Regions from separate parts of the Mus musculus genome. Here region 2 is linked to region 1. Evidence: chromatin contacts called from public HiChIP or PLAC-seq data. All regions are on one chromosome and are shown on one strand. The core of a region is the stretch at or near the end of the contact, and the rest is flanking DNA. Distances in the headings are between cores, read along the strand shown. Region 1 overlaps Gm40153 (a long non-coding RNA gene). Region 2 has its middle 36 kb from the start of Gm6135.

Region 1 (6,591 bases), core at 2,819-5,318:
ACATTAATTAGGTAATGTCTGTCTTCCTGAAGGATAGGACCATTATTTTTGTAGACAGCAGGTGTGTGTGTGAGAGAGAGAGAGAGGGAGAGAGAGAGAGAGAGAGAGAGAGAGAGAGAGAGAGAGAGAGAGAGAGAGAGAGAGAGATATCTGATCTTATCAGTATCTGACTTATGTTAATAGTCCTTATCTATTATGTTAAATTTAGATATGCATTTTTTAAAAACTAGTTCAGAAAATTTTTAATGGCAAGGGTTACTTGAAAGCTGCTTAGATAGGGTTGGATCAGAAGTTAAGAGTGCTTACGGCTCTAGCAGAAGACCCAGGTTTGATTCCCAGCATGAACACAGTAGCTCACAACCATCTGCAACTCCAGTTCCAGGAGATCTGACACTGCTCTTCTTTCCTCTACAGGTGCCTGGCATGAATGGTGCACAGACATGCAGGCAAAACACCCATATACATAACGATTTACAAGTAAATATATTATAAACATAGAAGTCTGGTTAAATAAACGTGTCTAAGGAGATTTCATTTTATTTATATGTCTGTAATAGTAAAGAAAACTCATCACAGTATCCTTGAAATTATTCTTAAAATTATTAAGTATGCCATCCTGTAGTAGATTATTATTGTTTATGATAACAGCATGCTTCTATTTTGTTAAATCTTATTGGAAATTTTGCTTCCCCCCCCCCTTTTTTTATCATTTCCCCTTATCATTATCTGAAATTAAGAGTCCAGACTCATAAGCTAGGTCAGCTACCTAGGCGCTACCAAGAACTGTTAACGCTGAGGTAGTGACGTAAAGAACTGAAGAGTCAGGGTTGGAGAGAGGGCTCAGTGACTAAGAGCATCTGCTGCTTGTTTGGGGGACTTGAGTTCAGTTCCCAGCACCCATGCCAAGTGGTTCCCACTAGCCTATAACTCCAGTTCTAGGCTATCTGATACCCCTAGCTTCTGAGGACAGCTTCAGTATGTCCTGGGGGCATAACTTTCACCAGGTTTTAACTATCCCCCAACCCATCACCATCTGCCAATATTATGAGCAATGCCAATATTGCCAATATTATATTTATGTAGTCTTCTCCGAACTCTAATTTTGTAAATGTAACTAAAAATGGAAAATAGCATGTTTGCCAGGTGGTGGTGCAGGCCTTTAATGCCAGCACTAGGGTGCCAGAGCCAGGGAGATCTTTGGATTCTAGGATAGCCAAGGCTACACAGAGACCCTGTCTTGAAAAACCACAATGGGAGGGGAGGTCCTTGGTCCTGTGAAGGCTTGATGCCCCAGTGTAGGGGGATGCTAGGGTGCTGAGGTGGGAGTGGGTGGGCGGATGGGGGAACAGCCTCATAGAAGCAGGAGGGAGGGGGTATGGGATAGGGGGTTTGCAGAGGAGACACCTAGAAAAAAAACATTTGAAATGTAAATAAACAAAATAACCAATTAAAAAAAGAAAAACCACAAAAGAGAAGAAAATAATAAAACAAAATAACGTCCAACAATAGATTTGCATTTAAAAATTCAAAGTTAGTTTTTCTAGCTAATAATATGGGTTATTCTTCATATTGGTATGAAGCAAGCAGGGCTGCTATATTTTTTCCAAGTACAACTCATATTTTCTTATTTTTTTCATGCAACTTTTTAGTCTAACATAATAATTATGTATATATATATATGTATATATATATATATTTTTTTTTTGAAGCAGATACTAATGTTTTTGAATAAGAGCAAAATATACTGTCATTACAGGGGTTACCTTTGGTTCTTTTAAATTTACATTAGAAATCCACAAAATTCCTGGGTAGTCTCCATGGCTGTACTTGTTCATGCTGTGACTATGTCATTCTCTCTCTCTCTTTCTCTCTCTCTCTCCCCCTCTGTCTCTCTCACTTTCATTATCTTTTCCTTCCTATTTCCCTTCCTCTGTCCCTCCCTCTTTTCCTTCCTTCCTTCCTTCCTTCCTTCCTTCCTTCCTTCCTTCCTTCCTTCCTTCCTTCCTCCCTCCCTTCCTTCCTTCCTTGTGGAGACAGGCTAAGTATGTAGTCTTGGCTGGCCTGCAACTCACTATATCTATATAGACCAGGTTGGCCTCAAAGTCACAGAGATCTTGCCTAAGCAATGGGATTAATGGTATGAGCCACACCACATTTGACTCAATTGATTTTCTCACATGGAAAAACACCTATCATCAACAGTCATCAACAGAGAATGACGAATAATTGATTTGGGAAGAGAAGGAGCTCTTTCTTAAGCTGGGACTTTTTTTTTTTTCTTTTTAAATTGAACCTGTCTCCTAATGATTAGCACAGAAATTTCCTCTAGCAATTACAAACTCTCTTATAAATGGCTTTCATAATTTACAGCTTGCCAAGAGCAGCTTCAAAGTCAAATGTGTGTAATTCACTCTCTTGGCTCAATTCCATCAAATGTTCACCCTCACCCTTTGAAAAGTTCCTCACTGAGAATGTGTGTTCCTCTGAGCCATGCAATCTCATGACAGAGAGCACACCATGGCTGACCCTACAGATCCATTTGAATGGAAAATGGGGATGTTTCTAGATAATGTAATTCCACTGGTGAGTTTCATCCTTCATATGTAACCACTGATTCCAGGTACCATCCTGCACATCAGGGTTTTTCCTCCCCATCTCTCTTTTTAAAAGATTTATTTATTTATGTATCTATTATTTTCTATCTATCTATCTATCTATCTATCTATCTATCTATCTATCTATCATCTATCTATCTATCTATCTATCTATCTATCTATCTATCTATCTATCTGTCTGTCTATCTATCTATTTATATGGGTACCCTGTAGCTGTCTTCATACACACCAGAAGAGGGCATCAGATCTCATTACAGATGGTTGTGAGCCACCATGTGGTTGCTGAGAATTGAACGCAGGACCTCTGGAAGATTAGTCAGTGTTCTTAACCACTGAGCCAGCTCTCCATCCCTCTTCCCCATCTTTTGTTTTAATGTTACTTGAGCTAAGGAAGAACATGGTAGTTAATGAGTTTAAATGTCTCACGATGACTGAAAAAAAAAGCAGTGGATATTCATCTCCTCTCTTGTACAGAAGAACTCAGTATAGAGCTGCATTTGGTGGTGCGTGGTCATGGCAATTACTGAAGGGCAGGCCAGAGATCAGAGCCTTGTAAAACTTAGAAATAAGGGACAGTTTGAGACTTGGTAAGAAAAAAAAAAAAAAAAGAACCACCTCAGTATGGTGGTCCTCGGAGTTCCACACTGGGGAAGGGCTCTCTCTTTTGTAGGAAGAAAGGTGAAAGAGTTCTTGCAAGAATTTAATAGCAAGCATTTGGTCAATCCTGACTTCTGGAAAGTCTCACAGCCCTCACTGGGTGGCAGCCCTCTTGGATGAGTAGCCTGGCATCTGCATGGTGGACTGGCTATGGGGAAGGAGCAAATGTTACTTCCCGGTAAACACCCACAATGTGTTGTAGCCAGGAGTCACTTTAAGACATAAGCACCTGTCTGACCTTCGGCCGTCCCATGTGTCAGAAACCCATAGAAGTCCCCAGGTTTTAGATTCTACAGACCAATGCACTGGGTCAGCCTGTAGCTGCTGGTGATGCCACTGTGGCTCAGCCGAAAGACTCTGACTCGAATCTGCTGGGTGCCTTGCACTATAGGGCAGGGGTATCGCAACATGGAAGAAAGCAGAGGGCATCATATGAAGGAATCAGAAGAGCAGGAAAATGGCTTAGCCACTTGTTTTCTGCCAGTGATGGAGCTGGAAGAAAATACCCTCATGGCTCCCACTTTCCCTCTGCCACTCATACCCCAAGCACCTCTTGCTAAGGCGAGGAGGGAGTGACAAGGTTCTGCTCCTGTGATTTGGTCAAGGGATGGATTGGGAGAACCTTGAGTAACGTTGGGGCTCCGGCTATGCCCTTGCCCAGGGTGCTAATAGCCACAGCAGGGCCCCAGAAAAAAAAAAAAAAAAGGAACTAGGGTCAGCTGTATTCTGTTCCTGCATGGGAACTAGACATATGCCCTGGGTCTGCTCAGTGACATAGCTCTGGGAGGCTCACGCTCAGGCAGGATTTCCCCTAGTATCAGTAGAGAGGAACGCCACAGTTCTTCCACTCAGTCTACATACATGGTTCCTGTTGCTGGCCACCCCACAAAGTTCTTGTTCTCTGATTATGCAAGCGTAAATACCACGAAGTGGTTATTGTGCTTCTTATAACCTCGTTTACCCACACTGAGTTTGGATCTGTACTATCACCTTGCCAGGAAACAAGAATTTCAGATATTTCATCATTGTTGGTGCTGGTAGTGCCAGAGGTTTTTGATTTCACACAACCAGGACCTTTAGCTCAGGGGAGCCTGAGCCCAAGGAACCACTGTTATCCATCAGGAGCACCTCTCCAGTTGTATGAGTAGCCACACAGGGAGAGAACTCCATACCCTCTGCTGTCTACATAACATTCTTCTGTGTGGCTGGGGCATTCCTCAGAGTGGTTGGGCACCTGCGAGTGGCAACACACATAGCAAGATGTCCAAGGGAAACACTGTGCTGCTTGCTGGCCTGCCTGCCTTTATTTCTTGCCACTGAGTGTAGCTATACTGTTGCTACTGTGGCTGACAACAGATTGCAGATTGTCCAGTCTTCCAGAGTGGACTGAAGAACGGCAACTCTCTAAAAATTTTGTCAACCTTCAGCATCAGATTCAAACTACTGAGGGTTTCAGCATTGTGGGCTGAACAGCTACTGGGTTGTCATTCTTTCTAGGATGCATATGACCATTGCTAGGCTATCTATCCCTTATCCTGAAATCTAATGAATCTCCCTTTATTATAAATACTCATCGAATTAGTTCTGCTCTTTTAGAGAAGCCTGCCTAATAAAGACAACAATTAAAAACACAATAGATATGAAATGAATCGGCCAGCAGGTTCCAGGGATCTGCCTGTCTTGTGTCCTCAGTGCTAGTTCTATAGGATGGGTAGCACCACACCTAGCTTTTCATATGGGCACCGGGGATGGAAAGTCAAGTCTTTATGCTTGCCCCACAGGAACTTTACTAACCGAGCAATCTTTCCAGCCTCTCCAAGTCTGCCATTTTTATTTGAAACAGAGCGTCACTATGTAACACTGGCTGACCTGGAACTCACTATGTTGCTCAGGCTGGCCTTGATCATATACTGTGATAACTTCTTTCTGTCCTCCAAGTGCTTATATTACAGGTGTGGACCACTGTGTCTTGCTACATTTGACTTAAAGGATTCTGTAGCTGTACTCATGGCCCTGGGTTGTTGCACCGAAGAGCAGCAAACACAACAGTGAAGGGAGAGGGCTCATAGGGCCATGTTTGGGAGAAGTTGGCGAAGCTTTCAAATGTCCTCTCCTGGAGGAATTGCTCACAATATGAGTATGTCCCTTAGCAATGGGTCTGCCAGGCGTCTTCTGGTTCTGTGATCAACCAGGGCAGCTCATTAGAAAGACAGCTCCCAGGCTTTTTGGTTTTAATCTAGTGTTTGATTATGCAATTCCTCTCTGCCTCACATCTGGATTCCAGACTCCCAGGAGGAAAGCAGATGTGGAGGATAAAACCACACTGTACATAGGCGAGACACAGGGGGAGACACTTACTAACTCTGGCAATGATGGAAAGCTCTTCAAATGAAAGTTCCTAGACATCCAGGGGCCAGCCGCAGGAGCAGATCTTTAAAAGGCCAGGCATTGGATTTACTGTCTCAATGCTTTGTGTGTGTGTGTGTGTGTGTGTGTGTGTGCAGGCCACTTTTACTACACACCACATAGATGCAGAACACAGTCCCTCTTTTAAATATTCTCAAGGCCTCATTTCCTCACGTGCAAAAAGTCTCAGCCTGGCTTCACATAACCCTATCTGCTTTTAAATAAAGCAATCCTAGGACCATTGCTTGTTTATAAGAAAGGATGCCAAGGCAGCCCAGACTTCTATCCCCACTCTCAAGAAAACAAACTAGTCTCCATGTGATTCATCTCAGGACGAACATGGGGCTTCTATTTATGTAACATTCACAATCATATATCTCATCACAGCTGCCTCAACATGAGAGCAAAATATAAAAAAATAAATAAATTCAATTCAAGCTTACAGAGCAAACTTGGTTTTCAAAATTGTGTTCACTGTGACTAAAACATTAACACTAGTTTCCTGCCTATTGTCCAGTAATTTAAAACACTATTTCCAAAAGAAATAATTTATGCTCCTCTTAACTACAAAGAGTTTATTAGTTAATATTCCTTCCTACTGGTCACTCTGGAGAATAGGAGGCTGCAGGTGAGAAGTGTTCTGTGACCTCCCTTTGCTTCATTTAAATTTCTTACGGAAACATGAAGACAATTCAAGGTATCAGACTGCACACTTTACAGTATTTTGAGGATTTGTCCATGTTTTCTTAAGGTTATCTCTTAGTTTCAAAGTCATGATGAGTATGAAATCAAACAGATGAATTTCCAGGACCCTTTGCTTGGTAGTCATGCTTCCTGGGAAGGTGAGGGGATTAGGTGCTACAGGTGACTGTATTCCCTCATTTGTCAGATCGGGCAGGGAGAGCCCCATCAT
Region 2 (6,591 bases), core at 1,165-3,664, 95 kb after region 1:
AGGCCATAGTCTCATTGACCCCTTTAAAATTGAGATCTGCTTTCTGTTCTCTGCCCACCCACACTCTGAACTCCCCTAGCCTGCACTATTTCCTCCGAGGCACTTATCCTCTTGAAACTGTGATCCAGTATTTAACTATTCACTACACTGATGGTTTGCTGTTGCCTTCCACCTTGCTAGCCTGTAAGCCTGTGAGGAGAAGGCTGCTCTTGGCTCTCCTTCACTGATACTTCTAGCATTTTCTCCAGTATCAGACACATCACAAATACTTCTTAAATGATGATTGAACGAGTAAATGAATTAAGCGCAACCAGTGAATCAAATAAGCAGATGCACCCAAGGGCAGAGGAGATGAGCCTTTAAAGGTAGGCATGAGGATGAAGGGACCACCAGGTGTGGTAAATTTATAGGCCAACTGTTGTTTACATAATAAGAAGCCCTTTACAGTTAATGATGAATTTGGCCAATGTCCAGAGTCAAGCCTATAGCTGTAACTGTCAAGCTGACTTGTTAACTGTGTGCTTCAGCCTCTGGTGAATTCGGACAGACATCTCAATGTGTGGGTTAGTGTGCTTCCCTGTGTGACACATGAGCTTCCTCCACTAGAAGTACTTATCAAGAAATCTGATGGCTAAGCTCTAGTTGGCTTCTGATGGTTGCTAAGGAGTAGATGCCCTGGTGGCTTTAATGCATGCCAGAGTTAAGGAGTGAGGAATATTGTGAAACCTTCTGAAGAGGTGAGGTGTAGTCAAACAGGACTTTCTTACGCTGGTGCCAAGGTTTCACAAGAAGTTTGTAAGAAAGTGCTCTGTTAGTTAATTAAAGTAGCACGAAGTAAGATTGATTTGGTGACAGTAATTAAAAGGCTGATGTCATTTGGAGTTTCCAGGAGTGCGGCGCGGTAGACATCATCTCAAACATTCTACCATGGGCAGCTCTTCAGGTTCTTTCTTTTGGCAAAGACGTTCTTTGCTTTATCTTTAAAGGAAAAGCCTATAATAGCTAATTCTTATTTTAGCTCCCGACAATTCTGTTTTCTCTCTTATTAACTTCCCTTTAGCTAATAATGTAACTAAGCTTTCCACATCCCTGAGGAAGAAAGAAGAAATAGTATTCCTGTGTGTCATAATTCCTGGTGTGCAAAACTGCAAAGAGAAAGGTTCCTTGGTGTCTCGTGTGTGTGTGTGTGTGTGTGTGTGTGTGTGTGTGTGTGTGTGCGCGCGCGCACACACACACACACACACACACACACGCAATCCAAAGTATGATACAAAGAAGCCAATATATAGTGTATCTGAACAAAGCTACTTGCTAAAGCCAAATTGGGCAGGTTTGTGAGAATTCTGTCTTCTGTATGAAGCCTTATGAGTTAGAAGGATGCACACACATAAATATTTCACTGGTGCAAGCACTCCTGCTCCCTGATTCTCCCATATTGATTACCACTAATCTATCCCTTATGTCACTTTCCATTCCTGTGGAAATAAGATAGGTATGTGCCTGGAATAAATAGCCTTCTCCCCATTTGGAAACCGTGCAGAGTCTAGAGCACATTACAACCTTCCCTATAATGGAAGTACCCACACGCTGGCAATTGCTGTCTACAGACGTAATGAACCAAGTGGGAGGTAATGAGAAGTGACTGTCACGCCATCTCTGGGGCCCAGTTTCTCCTGCTGCACAATTACACTGTGACCCCAGAGAAACTGAGAAGAGTGCAACATTCTTTCCTTTTCTAATGATCTTAAAATCAGCCTTAGCTTATGGAATGCGTGTGGAGGGGTGCAAGCAGCAGCATCACCCATTTGGCAGTCCAGAGGCTGTGCGGGGGAGGTGGGGGTCGGGGCGGGGGGAGTGTATGCTTGCAGCAGAGAGGAAGCTGTCTGTCCGTATAGTTCTGCTTTTGTCCCAGTGAAGACTTGGTCTCTGGCTGGAATGATGCCAGCTAACAGGAGGCTCCTTTCCTACTTTCCCTGGTGCATCTTTGGAGCCGGTTACTGGTTACTTCTAGAAGCGGAGAATGTGCGAGTGAAACTGTTACTCAGAGCCACATTTATGCTTCAGTGATGTGTGTTTCACCTTTAAGAGGCAGGAAAAGCTTTTGAATAATGATAAGTGTAGTGAGAGCAGTTGCTGGACCCCACACAGCCCCGGTCTCATCTCTGTATTTCAGGGAGAACCTTGATTACCACACTGTGGACTGGTCCTTCAAGTGGGGAGTGGCAAGGCTGAGGAAAAAGGTAGAAAGGGGCACCTGCTGAGTCAACTTCTCCTGAGAGAAACTGCGAAGAAAGTGCAAAAAGGTGGAAGGCTTTTAAAATTCCTCTCATTGTCTTCCTTCTGCTCAGGCCTGCCCACGCTCTGGGGGAAGCCTGCCAACTGCTCACTGAACAGTGAATGGAGACAAGCTGGGCTGCTGGTATTGCTCAGCAAGGGAAGAATAGAGGCATGGCTGGCTGCTGGCTGGACCCGCACCACTCTCCTATCTTCTGTGCTTCTGCCAGCAGGAAGCCCCCAGGTGGCACGAGGGAGAATTAGTGTGCAAATTGCAGGATCTGCTCATTGCTCACCACTTCCTCAGTTGACAGTTCCACAGAGCTCCTTTGCCTTTCATCAGGGGAAGAGGGAGCTCAACAGGGTTCTACTGACTGGCTTATGACTTTTATGTCTCCCTGACTCCAGGGTGTTTTCAACCTCCCTGACAGCAGTTCTGTCCTTGGATAGCCTGCGACACCTACCTCTGATCATCTTTTATGCCAGGCATGGTTTGGAGTTGGCAGAAAAAGGTAGAAACTGATCCCTTTTTATAGAATAGGTCCAAAAGTATGCCATAAAAACAAAACAAAACAAAACAAAACCAAAAAAAAAAACAAAAAAAACAAAACCAAAAAAAAAAAAAAAAAAAAAAAAGGAAGATGAAAACAACATAGTTAAACGGAGTCTCTTTCTCCACTTTGTTAATAGATAGTACTTCTTGAGGAGTTACTATGGGCCAAATAATATTCTTGGCATGTTTCATTAAATCCTGTCATTTTTATTTTATAGAGAAAGGAGCTGAGGCACAGGGTATCCAGAAAACAGGAAGTAGACCCTGAATCCATATTTTATGTACTAGGGCAGTTTGCTTTACAAAACTCCTTAGTTATTTTTGGATTCATTCAATAAGTAGCTCAGAAACACCACCACCTTAATGTCACTTTCTCTGCCAGCGTTCCTTACCCTTGTGAGTCCTGTGACTTCCTGACTGTCTTGTCCATGTGAAACAAATGCAAGGGCATCATCATCAGGAAACTGAAACACACATGGATCCAGAGGTGACAGTTTTCTCCACAGAGGATCAGGTGGTAACATAGTTTAGGCTTTGCATGCGCCATGGTCTCTGCCTGAGCTAGACAGAAAGTATCCAGAAACAGCATGTAAACAAATCATCACATCTATGTGCCAATGCAATCGAAATGATGGGAAGTGGATTTGGTGTATCTGGTCCATGGGCTGCCTGCTACAGAGCACGAGAAAAGCCAAAACTGTGGCTGCACGTGGCCTGTGTAGTACTTCTTGTTCATGTCTATGAGGCATCCCCCAAGGATACACAATCGGGCACAGAGACTTGTGAAGCACTTAGGGACTGAGGAAAAGGTTTGTGGAGAAGGTGAAGTGAGAGTGTCTCCTAAAGGATGGGGAATGCAGGTTCTCTTCAATCAGTGAAGAGTAGGGTACGCCCACAGAGTGCAGTAAACTCTGGAAACAGTTTATTTCTCTGGCCAAATGGAGAGTCACATACGCGTCATGCTTTTGCACACTACGAGCACGAAGAAGAGACAGCCATGGTGAAGAGTGAGCGTAGCAGGGACCCAGGCACTGTGTTGTCCGCCTCCAACACCCATGTTAAAAGATTTAACTAGTGGCTTTACTCTTTAGGCAGCTGCTAGTGCGCTAACAGAAAACAACCATCACACATTATTTGCTTCTGGAAGTTTCCTTGACTTCTTGATATTTTAGAAAATTATACCAAATCAGGTGAGAATTAGTTCTAACGACATTATTTTTCTTAGTATTTTTTTCTATATATACACCAAGGGGGTGCGGGGGAGAACAAAGCCCAGTTTTTTTGTTTTGTTTTGTTTTGCTTTGTTTTACATATTAAAACAAATACATTAAAGAAGGCACAAGTAGGGCTGATATTGTTGTGTCAGCTCTTTGATGCTCTTATTTCACGTTCTTCCTAGATTTTCCATAGAAAAGTGGGGAGAATCATTACAGAAGTGAGCCAGAGGGCCGTGATGAAGCCCGCACGAACTTTCCTCAGTGTCAGGCTCCGATGTCCTCCACTGTTTCCACTCTGTCTGTTTTGACTTTGTAGGGTCACTCCCTGAGATTTTGCCTTCTAATGTCCCTGTTTCCGTTTGATTACAAACCCTAACTGTGCTTTTTCCTCACAATATAATCTGGAGAATTGTGCTTCAGGTGTAAGGCATACTCTAGACGCTTAATTCTATGGTGCTAACCAAATGACCTCTTCATTCATTCATTCATTCATTCATTCATTCATTCATTCAGATCTATGTGGGCCAGTGGTTGTTCTGTATGTTATAAACTTAGAAGGAATGAAGATGGGGGATCTTTGGCTTATCTCTTTCGTTCCCATTTCCCCTAGGTTGCTACACTTTTAGGCATTCTGTAAAAACCCAATGTAAATGCTGTTTTTTCCATAAAACCTGCAGTTACATACTCATAAAACTGTTCCCACAGTCCTCTATATTCCCATGACAGTACTGCTTCGGTCTCTTTTTGGTTATTTTCCTATGTGATGGTGCATTATACTGTCTAGAATGTGGGCTTATGCAGGAGGGTGACTGTGTCATTTTAATCTCTCCTCGCTATCAAGCTCCATGTTGCTCTGTTCAACTGGCTCCTCTCTGGCCACATCTTTTCTGGGCCGTCCATCAGTTATTCCAGACACCTTGCCATGTCTTGTCTTTGTAATTGTCTCTTCTAGACATTTTTGGCCAGACCCCTTTCACACCTTTATTACTTAGCTCCTGCTAGGAGGCTTAAATTCTGCATAATGACCTAGAGAATGATTATATTTTATACTGAGCAAGTCCTTAATTAATCTATTTAACAAATAAGTGAAAATTTAAAGGAAATATGTTTAGTTCTTATTACTTCTATAGTAAGTTTGGGATGAGACTATAAATGCTGAGAGCCGCTGCTGGCATTAACAAAACTGTGGGGAAGGCACACAAACACAGACCTGGCAACTCCGCTGCACACATGAGGTAATGCAAGCTACCCCTGGTCACTCAGTCCTTCTGCTTCTGCACTCCTTGTTGGTATAGCAGCCCCCGCCCCCACCCCTCTTAAGCTAGGGGAGAACAGGAAAAACACAACTCTCAACTCAAGTTAGATCAGGAAGTTGTGTGGCAATTTCTGGAATGTCAAGAATAAAAATAAGGAAGCAAGAATTAATCCTGCTAGCCTCGAATGAGAAGCTGTCACCGAGAAAGCTGTAACTTTCTAAATGAATCTAACACCTCTGAAACTCCCCCAACTATGCCAAGTGTTTACATGTTCTCTCAGAATGTGGCATCTACAGCGAGTGGTTTTGGTCGCGAAGCACACCATCTGCGTGATTACCCAGCCCTTGCGAAGAGTACTCTGAACTCAGCAGTTGTACAACAGACGCATTTAAAATATACAGTGTTCCCACTCCCATAGTTCAGAGCGGGTGTTAGAAAACAACCAGCCTCCTGGAGAACTCAGACTGCATCTGATGTTCTTCCAGACACCTTTCTGCCACCCTGCATGTAGTTCTGGAAGATAGCATTATCATAAGAGATTTACAGACCAAAGCACAGGTCAGCCTGACCTCCGGGCCATCATCAGCTGCAGTCACAGTCATTAGTGAGTCAATTGGTGTGAGAAGTGAAGTCAGATCGCTCCTCAGCTGTCATCCAAGGGGAGGTCTGTGTTGTCGGAGGAAAAACACACCCATAGCAGTCAGAGGGTGAATACTCCAGAGAAGGGACTAAGAGGACTTTCACTGTTAGTCAGCCGTGCCACCCACATAGTTCTCTTGAAAAATAACTTTAGGCTGTAGTTGCTGATGAAGTGCCAGAATCAAGACTGAAAAACTAGGAAGCTACTTTTGCAGTGACATTGGTGACTGCAGACCCACAGTTGTGAAAGAGGGACATCAAAGAGAACTCTTTAAAAAAAATGTGATAACGATGCTAAAGCAGAGCTCTCCACATTGATGGCTTCTGGCTGGGATCTGGGTAGGGAAGGACACAGTTTTCTTTAAGGGGCTGACCATTGGGAGTTTTATCATGCTCCAGTGAGTATACTGGCAACACAATTGAACTTGGTTTTGGTTTTGTTTGTTTTGCTTCTCCTCTTCCTTATCTTCCTCCTCCTCTTCCTCCTCTTCTTCTTCCTCCCTCATGTCAGTAAGAAAAATAAGAAAAATATCATAGTTTTCTTAACTCACACTAGGTCAGACACCAGCAACAAGTTTTGGGTGTGAAAAGTAAAAGTAATAATTAGAGAAAAAAAAGTCTTATGAGTACAAAATCAAAAGCAAACCAAAAC

Evidence for each region. HiChIP or PLAC-seq counts read pairs in DNA pulled down with a chosen protein or histone mark.
Region 2: an H3K27ac HiChIP or PLAC-seq map of bone marrow-derived dendritic cells shows a contact between it and region 1, with 2.8 times the contacts expected there. The contact joins two enhancer-like sites. A contact is called at or near these places in 8 of 484 Hi-C or Micro-C datasets (Th1 cells, bone marrow-derived dendritic cells, bone marrow-derived macrophages and 5 more) and 1 of 115 datasets of contacts at active chromatin or transcription factors (bone marrow-derived dendritic cells).

What each region holds. Positions count from the first base shown.
Region 1 is chr3:133,655,928-133,662,518 of GRCm38.p6, forward strand. The region is part of intron 1 of Gm40153 (a long non-coding RNA gene); the gene reads right to left. Among named protein-coding and RNA genes, the nearest start is that of Gm40153, 4.2 kb to the right of the region's middle. Within about 2 kb of position 4,069, at least 30 of the 459 cell types and tissues checked have an H3K27ac peak or open chromatin away from gene starts, as enhancers often do. A contact at or near this core is called in bone marrow-derived dendritic cells, bone marrow-derived macrophages and granulocyte-monocyte progenitors, where this site is marked.
Region 2 is chr3:133,752,602-133,759,192 of GRCm38.p6, forward strand. No RefSeq gene overlaps it. Among named protein-coding and RNA genes, the nearest start is that of Gm6135, 36 kb to the right of the region's middle. Within about 2 kb of position 2,415, at least 108 of the 459 cell types and tissues checked have an H3K27ac peak or open chromatin away from gene starts, as enhancers often do. A contact at or near this core is called in bone marrow-derived dendritic cells, bone marrow-derived macrophages and granulocyte-monocyte progenitors, where this site is marked.